Linked DNA regions of Mus musculus: region 1 is linked to region 2. The links are chromatin contacts, called in public HiChIP or PLAC-seq maps. All regions are on one chromosome and are shown on one strand. The core of a region is the stretch at or near the end of the contact, and the rest is flanking DNA. Distances in the headings are between cores, read along the strand shown. Region 1 holds the start of Olfm3 (olfactomedin 3). Region 2 holds the start of Rnpc3 (RNA-binding region (RNP1, RRM) containing 3).

Evidence for each region. HiChIP or PLAC-seq counts read pairs in DNA pulled down with a chosen protein or histone mark.
Region 1: a contact with region 2 is called in an H3K4me3 HiChIP or PLAC-seq map of stem cell-derived neural progenitor cells, with 4 times the contacts expected there. The contact joins the promoter of Olfm3 here to the promoter of Rnpc3 in region 2. A contact is called at or near these places in 6 of 39 promoter capture datasets (cranial neural crest, embryonic stem cells, frontonasal cranial neural crest and 3 more) and 6 of 115 datasets of contacts at active chromatin or transcription factors (astrocytes, differentiating embryonic stem cells, embryonic stem cells and 2 more).

Annotation. Positions count from the first base shown.
Region 1 is chr3:115,078,554-115,083,431 of GRCm38.p6, reverse strand. Olfm3 (olfactomedin 3) reads right to left here and starts at 2,467. Exons shown (of 6, transcript NM_153157.3): 1 at 2,247-2,467. The coding sequence starts at 2,375.
Region 2 is chr3:113,628,478-113,633,180 of GRCm38.p6, reverse strand. Rnpc3 (RNA-binding region (RNP1, RRM) containing 3) reads left to right here and starts at 3,032. Exons shown (of 15, transcript NM_001038696.1): 1 at 3,032-3,318. The coding sequence starts at 3,127. It also overlaps the pseudogene Gm17954.

The sequences.
Region 1 (4,878 bases), core at 1,218-3,717, 1.5 Mb before region 2:
TCAAAGGGTGATGCTATAGGTCTGTAGGAAAGGGATAGAAGAAAGTCCAGGAACATGAGAAACAGTTTGAGCAAGGCAGGGTGAACCTAGTAGACACTGGAAGCCATAAAGGTTACAGATTAGCAATTGATATCATGGAGACATGGCTCACTGGGCAAGACTGTGGTTTTATGGCTTGGTTCTACATGGCTACTTATAAAAATCTAATTGCTACACAGTTTGAGCCAGCTGTCACACATGTACAGTGTGGATATTTGATTATCTCAATCAGAACTCAAATTAAACCCCAGAGCTCAAGGTTTCTGTTGAATATTTTGCCTGGGGCAAGGGTTAGACTATGTGGGAAGGAAGCAGATGGCAGATGCTCTGTACATCTTTCCTCCTCTTAGTTATGTCACCTATAACCTGTTGCACAAATTGCATTTCCTCTAAAATTTTAATTGAAAAAAATTCTTCACTTATCATCTAAGATTAAAATTTAAACACAAGTTTACAATTAAGTAAACAATTGAATAAATAAATGATAGTGTGAACATGCGCAGACCAAACCATTTCTAAGGTCTGATATAATTGTTGCAGCATCAACAATTTCTGTTTCTCTAAAGATGCTCCGGTTATTATTCTTCATCATAAAGATTCTAAGCCATGGGCAATAATCTTGAATAATTAGGTAAAAGACTCTAGTTATCTTTGAAGAACCCAATAAGAAAAATAAAAGGTTTGATACTTAATCTTTCTTCATTTCAGAAAATATCAGAATACCATTCACTGATGTTTGATCAGGAACCATAATGTGACCTTCAGAACTTTTTACAGTTTTCTAAATTTGTGTTTATTTGCCAAGGAGGGCCAAATAAAGTAAGAACTGTTGTGTTGGGATGTATACACACCTATAGAAATGCTTCATAATTGGATTGATTATCAACCATATAGCTTTCACTTCGAATTTGAAAAAAAAAGTTAAAGTCCTGAAAGAGAAACAGATGGTTCCTGAAAATTTGGTGCTCTTTATTCCATAGCAGTAGAAAGCATACATTGATGCCTGTATACATACCTATTCAAACGAGTATACATCCCATACTTAATATGCAAAATTTGACAGATAATCTATCACTAGTTAAGAATCGTCTTTCTGAAAGTATTAATTCTACAACTGTTTTTAAAACCAAGTAATTGGACCTTGGAAAAAGTTGACTCAGTAAGTATTAAGCACCTCAGATTGTTTGTTGTATAAATGTGCATTAATGAGATATCATGCTGTCTGCATGGCTGCAGGTCTCCTTGACAGCTCTGCTACCAGGCCTGGCCATGCAAGCTATGAAGAAACTCTCCACAGAGGAGTCATTAAGGTACCATTAAGGACCTTAGGAAGGTAACGTGCAGAAGGCAGGTCAAATCTGCGTCCCATGCTCTCTGCTGGTGCCTATAAACTGTGAGAAACTGTCAAATTATGTAATTAATTCAATCGGACTACATAGTTAACTGGACATTGATTGATATGCTATTAATAGAAACTGCAAACGACTACTAAAATGGAGAAGTTCTTTTCTTTGCATCTTCCACTAGAGTAATTTACAAGGTAAAAACTTCAAATATTATGTTCTTTGTGAATGTTTATTTGATAGTAGAACATTTTTTAGAATATGTCTTTTATTTCAAATTTTCCATTTTCATTTGAGAAACTACTAATTTATATTTTTCTTGAAATACTTGAGTGTGGATGAATTAAGACTCATTAACTTCATGTGGATGAAGAGCTCGTTTTATAATTCACTTATGCTTTAAAAAGATGTTGGCTTCTCTGATGGAATTAATTACACACAGCCATAGGCATTGCATTCCAAAGGAAGAACCTGCTGTGACAAAAACAGATTAGGGAGAATCCTAGCTATAGTCTATCCTGTAGGAAATTACAAAGGTTGCACGCATTGCATGAAATATAATAGAAACAAAGCATAATAAAAAGATCCTTTCAGAGCTCAAGTTAATTTACCTAAAACATCATTCTTAAGAATTTAATGAGACCAACCTTCCTTTTTAGAGACAATTCTCCACCAGTCCCCCTCCCACTTTTTTTTTTTTTTTTTTTTTTGGTGTAACTTTAAAGTGTTCATAAATATCCATGAGTAAAGTTATCACACAGATACTCTATCTTTGAAGTTCACCCATAAAGAGAGCAGCAATCTCTCATTTACGACACCCACTGTTTTAAATACAAGATGGCCAAACCCACCAGAGTGACTTACTAGGGTATCTGGCGCCGACAGCCTTGTGGTGTTCAGTCCTACCAGGGATGGGAGAGTTTGGGACATCCAGTTTGAGATCATTGCCATGGTACTGAGCACAGCGCCCAGTTTCAGCAGTGGAGCACTCATTGCTGTGGAGCTAATGAGTTTTCATAGTGACTGATTAGGATCCCGGAGCCCGGCTGGCAGCGGGAGGCGTGACTGCAGCAAGCCACATCTACAGCATGAAAAGAGACCAAAAGCCCTGCTCTAATCACCAGGCAGATCTGGGAACCTCCTTCCCCCACCCTCATTGCAAGGGCCTTGCCCTGCTTTCCCTCTCTTCTAGGACACTTTGCTAGACAAACAGCATATTCTTGCTAGGGTTTGGTGCAAGGTTGGAGTGACAGGGATGGGGAGGTTTTCTAGCCCCAGAGCACTGTAGCCAGGAACAGAGTCTGCCTCTTCTGGGTTTTGTGTACAATCAGTTTCTCTTTATCGTTCACAGCAAAGTCAAAAGCCTCCAAATGAGGAGCGGCCAAAGTGCAAATTCCAAATGCCAAACTTAATTTGTACAGATTTCTCTGGGCAAGTCTAGAGTGCCTTCTGAAGAGCGTGAAAACAGTCTGTTAATAATTTCTGAGATGATCATGAAGTATGAACAGGGGATCAGTTGTTCAAACAGCAGTTTAAAATTGGTGTCATCACTTTAAAACCACAGCCAAAGATTAGCAGCTACTGCTTGTGTGAATGTCGCCTCTAGGCACCTTACAACGGAACAGACAGAAGAGCTGGCCTTGAAGAGAAACTTCTGTTGCAGAAATTCTTAGTTTCTAGTTTTGCCTTGGAAAACGAAAGTTCTCCATTCTCCTTTGGAGGTTCTCAGTCCTACATCAGACCTGGTTATTTCTATTTTCACTTTGTGAAGATTTGCACACTGGTATGGAAAACTGCAACCTGTAAGAATGTGTGATCTATTAAAAATGAGTGCACGAACGGTGGGGATCTGATTCTTGATTCCTTCTTGCCAACTGTGTATCTGGTTGATGACATAATCTTTCTTGATTTGTTAGTATTTTCCTATAAAACTCATGGGGTAGGTTTCAGGCTGAGGCTTCTTAACAGTTCTAAACTTCAGATTATACTTGAAATGTCATTTTCTTCTTTCTATAGATATGACAAAGGATCTACATCTAAATTTCAGGTTCCCGGTGAAACAAATCAGAAGCCACTGTTTTGTTTGCCTTTTGTCGTTCTTTTTATTGATATATATATATATATATATATATATATATATATATATATATATATATATATATATAAAAGCCTTATATATAAGAAAAATGTAGCAAAATGTATCAAGGGAAATGTGGGTGAATTAAGACAAAGTGGAAAAAATTGGGACACAAGAAAGACAAGCATCATTGTTATACCTTGGGATAATTTTATTGTTTGTATCTAAGATTTTTCAGTCACACACACATACTTAACAGTGTTATCAGGACAAATAAAATATTTACTAAAGTTGAAGAAGATACTGATGTACAGTGGGTATGCTTTATTCTCAAGGAAATTTAAAGTGGGGTGCTTGTTAAGAGCCTTCAAATATTCCTTGCTTCTACTAGCTTGGAATCTCAGATATATTCACTTCTCTTTAAAATATATCCAAATAAGTTCCTTTGGTCTTTATGCTTTAAAAGTCATGCCCAGAAAAACAGGATATTATTTCTTTTTGTTGTTCAAAAACCATGCCATTTGAGAGATCAATAAGCATTAAGTGCATTAGTCTATGTGCAGAGTAGCAAGGAGCAGCCAGGGGAAAGAATGAGGAATTTTACATTAGTGTTACAAGGTTACACTGCAAGAATAAAAAAGGAGCTTCGGAAATCTAAATGTTTGAAAATACACCTGGAACTCAACCAGTTTTAATAAAGGGAGAGGGGATCTTTAGAGAAGTTTAATATCCGCAATTGAAAATTAATATACATGCAATTATGGGATAATTTAAAAAGCAATGTGGCAGATGGTAATTGTACTTATTAATGAACTAATCACCAACAAAATAATAGCATCTTCACAAGAATATGGGATTGAACGGCAGAGAAGAATGGGACTCTTATTCGCAAATTACTAAGAAAGGGAAAAATAGGAAGAGGAGCACAAATGGAAAGCACTGCTTTCCATTTCTCAGAGATGCAAATAAGTCATCCAGCATACTGAGAAAGAACAATAGTCCAAGTGTATGATTCACTCATGTTTATGAAGAGCATAAAAGCTAAAATGTGTTGTTATTACAGGAGCTTTAAGTGCCACATTGAAGTAGAAAAGCTCAAATTATAATGATTATTAGTTGTAAGAAATAAAAATAACTTCAATTTGCAAAGACCTAAATGGTTTATAGTACTCTCATAACCTATTAAAGTTATTTGCATTTTAAAAGTTGAGTTCTACTTTCCAGATGGAGGCTGGGATTGTGTGTGCATGTGCATTGCTCCTGAGCATTTGACTATTGTGGCAACCTGTGTTTTTAAGAATTACCACAACACAATGTGAGTGGTAATGGAATAAGTAGTTAGAATTGTACGTGGAAACACTAACTGTGGCCAGATCCCAGACTTTAGGAACACCCAAGTATGTCTAAACTTTATCTTGG
Region 2 (4,703 bases), core at 1,783-4,282:
TTAATTTGACTACATTTGGAATTACTTAAATGGAAAAGTGAATGTCATATTGGTGAGGGGCTTTTGATTATTTTGAAATGGGAGGATCTACTTGTAATCTGGATCTTTGAGGGAGAAACACACACCTTTAATCCAGATTTAATCAGGGCCAGCCACACCTTCTGCTGGAATCCTATATAAACAAACGGAAGAAGGAAGCGTTTGCACTTTGCCTGTCTGCTCTCACCTTGCCAAGTCCATTCCTGCACTGGCATTAGAGCCTACTTCTTTGGGATTTCAATGTATACTGAAGACTAACCAAGACAACGGACTTGTAGCTGAGCATCTACTGGATTCTTAGACTTTGTATTCATAGCAAGCAATTGTTAAATTAGCTGAACCACAGCCTGTAAGTCATTCTAATAAATCTTCCCCCCCCAACTCTCCTTCTATAAGTTATGTTACTATAGACAACCCTGACTAATCTAACTAGCCGACAAGCTCCATAGGTCCTTTGTTCTCTACAGCACTGAGATTGCCAGAGCAGATCATGACACTTAGCCTTATGTTTTAAATTTACTATAATTATAACAACTCTCAGCTTTTAAAATGTGGTTTCTGGGTTTAAACTCAGGTATATCTGCTTTCAAGATAAGCATTTTACGGACTGAACTATCTTCTCAGTCCTAGCAGATTGCTTAAAAAGCAAAGCAGAAATCAAAATGAGTATGTAAGCTAAGGAAGAGGGCAAGAAAGGGAACTAGATTAGATCATTATAAAACTGAGTACTTTTTGAAGGATGTTTTTGGGAAGGTAGCCCAACCAATGCAAACCCTCAGCTACAACACAGGAAACATATATATATATTCTCTTAGTTGAAAAGAACTTCTAGATAAAAAAGCACATGTACATTTTAGTTAGCTAAAAAATTAAGTTGGACATATGAGACTTGCCCCACCCTCCAGCCACAGCTTCCAGGTCTGCAGATCTGTGGTTTTGGATTTCTGTTCCACAGAATGAGGTTTACCAAAGTTGTCAAGAATAAAGCCTACTTTAGAGATACCAAGTGAGATTTAGAAGGCTACCAGAAGGTAAAAATGACTACCATGCTCATAAATGATTGCTGATAAATGGCAAAATTAAGCTGCTCAAATATAAGATAGTAGTTCATGCCACTACTCGATTGTATATACCTGTAAAAGGAGGATATGATAGGCTGCACAGCATATGTATATGAACTGTCAAAATACAGGTGAAAGTTGGCCTCACCAATTATGCTGTAGCCTAGTATACTGGCCTGCTGCTGGCCCACAGGCTTTGCAATAGGTTTGGAATGTACAAGATCTATGAAGGTCAGGTGGAGGTGACTAAAGATGAATACAATGTGGAAAGCATTGATAAGACTATCAATGCTTGGCACCTGCACTTGGTATTTGGATGCAGGTCTTGCCCAAATTACAGTGGTACCCTGAAGGGAGATGTGAATGGAGGCTTGTCTATCCCTCATAGACCTAAACAATTCCCTGGTTTTTATTTTGAAAGCAAGGATTTCAATGCAGATGTACATCAGAAGCACATCATGGGTCAAAATGTTGCAGAAGAAATATTGGGTTGCTCAGAAGAAGGGCACACTTCCTCACAGCTCAGAAATGAGCTGCTGAGAGCTAAAGCAAGTTTCTATTAAGCTTTTTTTTTTTTAAATAAAGACAATAAACTTATTGACCAAGGCACAAAAACTGATGCACTTTCTTAAGAGCTTATGATAGATATTTGCTCCCATAAATACTGTACTGGTGTGTGGAGGGGAGGCATATTGTTTTATAGCCTCACACTTGTGAACTAATAATTTGATGTGAAACGGAACTAGATTTCCTCTGAGTGCTCCCCACTTTTTCTTTTCTTTCTTCCTTTCCTTTGTGTCTTTACATAGCTCTGGTTGTCCTGGAACTCAGTGTCACCCACGCTGGCCTCAAAATCACTTGAGATGCATCTGTCTCTGCCTCTTGGGAACTTAGAATGAAAGGTGTGTGCCACCATGCCCGGTTTCTGCTATATTACTCATAGTGAAATCAAAGAGATTTTTAAACGTAAAATTTAACTATTCCTTCCACACACTCTTAAGTCTGTCGGCTTCTGTTCCCATGAGCAAGGTTCCTAACAAACCTCTAAGGTTCACAAGATCTGTCTCTAGTCACTCAATATTTTGGTAATTTATCTCCCCATGCAATGCTTCCTCAAAGCGGATCTTTGAAGTACTGTGTACTAACTGGCTCATATCCATCAAGCAAATTAGAAGTAAAAGACACCCTAGGACTACGGAGTGAGCATACACATCTTGATTAATCTGTAAGGGATATTACTTTAGACCACCAGGGCCGAATCTTAGTCACAACAGTGTAGACTCCAACTTGGGTGCAAGGGCTCAGATCTCACCTATTGGTTAGCAATGAGTCTTAATCTACGTCAGTACTCTCAGTCGTGAGGTGGTGAGAAGAGAACTTACATCCATGAATACGTACGCTAACACATTTTTAGGTATTTACTCATGGAAGAAGCCAATTTTGTTTAATAAACAAACCGTGGCGAGAACTTTCAGCCTGTATTTGCCGACTGATAACGGCGTGCTCTCTCGCCTGCACTGTTGAATCTGAGGCTGGAGACTTGTGTTTCACCAGTCCTAAATGCTAGGAACACACTTGACATTTCCCGAGCGTTCTCCATTCACCAGCCAGATTCACTTTCTGAAAAATCTGGATTAAGAGCCCAGGGAGCAACAGCCCTTGCACGGTTCCTTCAGTACTTGATCCCTGGGATTACAGTATTTTTCTTTTGCATGACTGACGTTCTTCGATGAGATTGCTGTCCTTCTAACAGTGGCGTCTCTTTCAGTCTTTATTTTATTACAACCTCTCATTAAACTTAAAGCACGACTCCTAGGCGCTCTCCCCCGCAACAGTCCCGAAAAGAGAAGAGCGACTCTCCCGGAGGCCATTCTCGCGAGGAGTTCTCCTCTCGCGGGATTTCCCTGCGTCCAGAATCCTTAGCGCGAAGCGGAAACTATCTTCCGCTCAGCCTCGGTGACTGCGGGAGTTCGGCCGGAAGCTTGCGCGGAGGTTCCGTCTCTGGCCGCTTCTGCAGGGAAGCTAGATGGCGGGGCCTGAGCCGCCGATGCCGCTGTCCCGAGGCGGCCCAGGCTCCGCTTCGCTTTCTCCGCCCCGGGGAGACCGCACCCTCCTCGTCAGGCACCTGCCGGCCGAGCTGACGGCTGAGGAGAAGGAGGACTTACTGAAGTACTTCGGGGCGCAGTCGGTGCGCGTCCTGTCAGATAAGGGGCGCCTGGTAAGCGTGCGCAGCGGGCGGGGCGGGGCGGGGCGGGGCGGGGCGGAGCCGGGCCGCTAGGACCGGGAGAAACAGGACTAGGCTCGCGGTCTGCGCCTGCGCAGCTTGCCTACCAGAGAGGCGAGCATGGAATTGAACCTTGAGCCAGTTAGATTAAGGCTGAGCCACGCAGGGACTGTGTAGAGGTTTCTACCGGCGAGCGCACCCGCCCGGTCGAATTCAAAACTAGCCTAGACTTGAAAATACTGTTTCTGTTAGATTCTCATAGTCGTATGCAAGGTTTTTGGTTTTGTATTTTTATTTTAAAAAATTGCTTTTAAATCCTGGGTTGTAGAGCAGGATATACATAATAGCAAAAATTTGAGTGTAATAGACTTAATAGATTAACAAAATGCAAATACAAATATCCCTTAATTCAATCTAAATACAGTAGGCTCTCCTTGAATCAGATTGGACAAATTCAGAGTTCTAATAAACAACTCAAACTTACCAGTAATATAATTTGTTCACCTTTTTCAGGATGGTATTCAAAATAGAATTCAAATGAGAAAATTAGACTTATTACTGAAATTATAGAAACAAAGCAAAAAGAGACAATGCACCTTGAGGGGTGATTTCACTGTTAGTAAATGATTTTAAATTTTATCTTGTATAGACTGAAAAGACTTTTGAGTGAGATGAAAAAGGGTATTCCATATGTATAAATTTTTCATTTTAATAATGAATCAAGCTTCTCCATGCATCACTTTTGTGTGGACATGAAACTCACAGTCTAGAAAGGCTATGCTGAGGGTTTTTTTTTTTTTTAAGGTTTTATTTATTTATTATATGTAAGTACAGTGTGGCTATCTTCAGATCTCATTATGGGTGGTTGTGAGCCAACTTGTGGTTGCTGGGATTTGAACTCAGGACCTCTGGAAGAGCAGTCAGTTCTCTCACCCGCTGAGCCATCTCACCAGCCCTAAATGTTTTAAGAGTGATCTTTTTTGGAAAGAGGAGATGCTTTAAGATTTATTATACTTTTAATTATGTTGTACATTTGTGTATATTTTGGGGGTTTGTAGGAGTACAGGTGGTTATGAAGTTGCTGAACATGGACATTGGGACATCTTCCCAATGATGCCCTTGGTAAGAGCCCTACTGACTTTTACCACTGTCCCATCTCTCTGGTCCCCAGGAGTAGAGAGTTTTTTTAAAAATTGTGGTCTGTTGAACTCTTTGCTATTATAAAATATATTGTGTTTGTCCTTATTCATTTATGTTGAGAGGCAAAGCTGAAGAGCGTGCAAGTCCAAGAAGTCTGACCCTAGAAGATTCGGAACCTCTAGACTGAAACTAGTGATCAGTTAAATAGTCTAAAATTTCCATCCTTTCCGATACTTTCA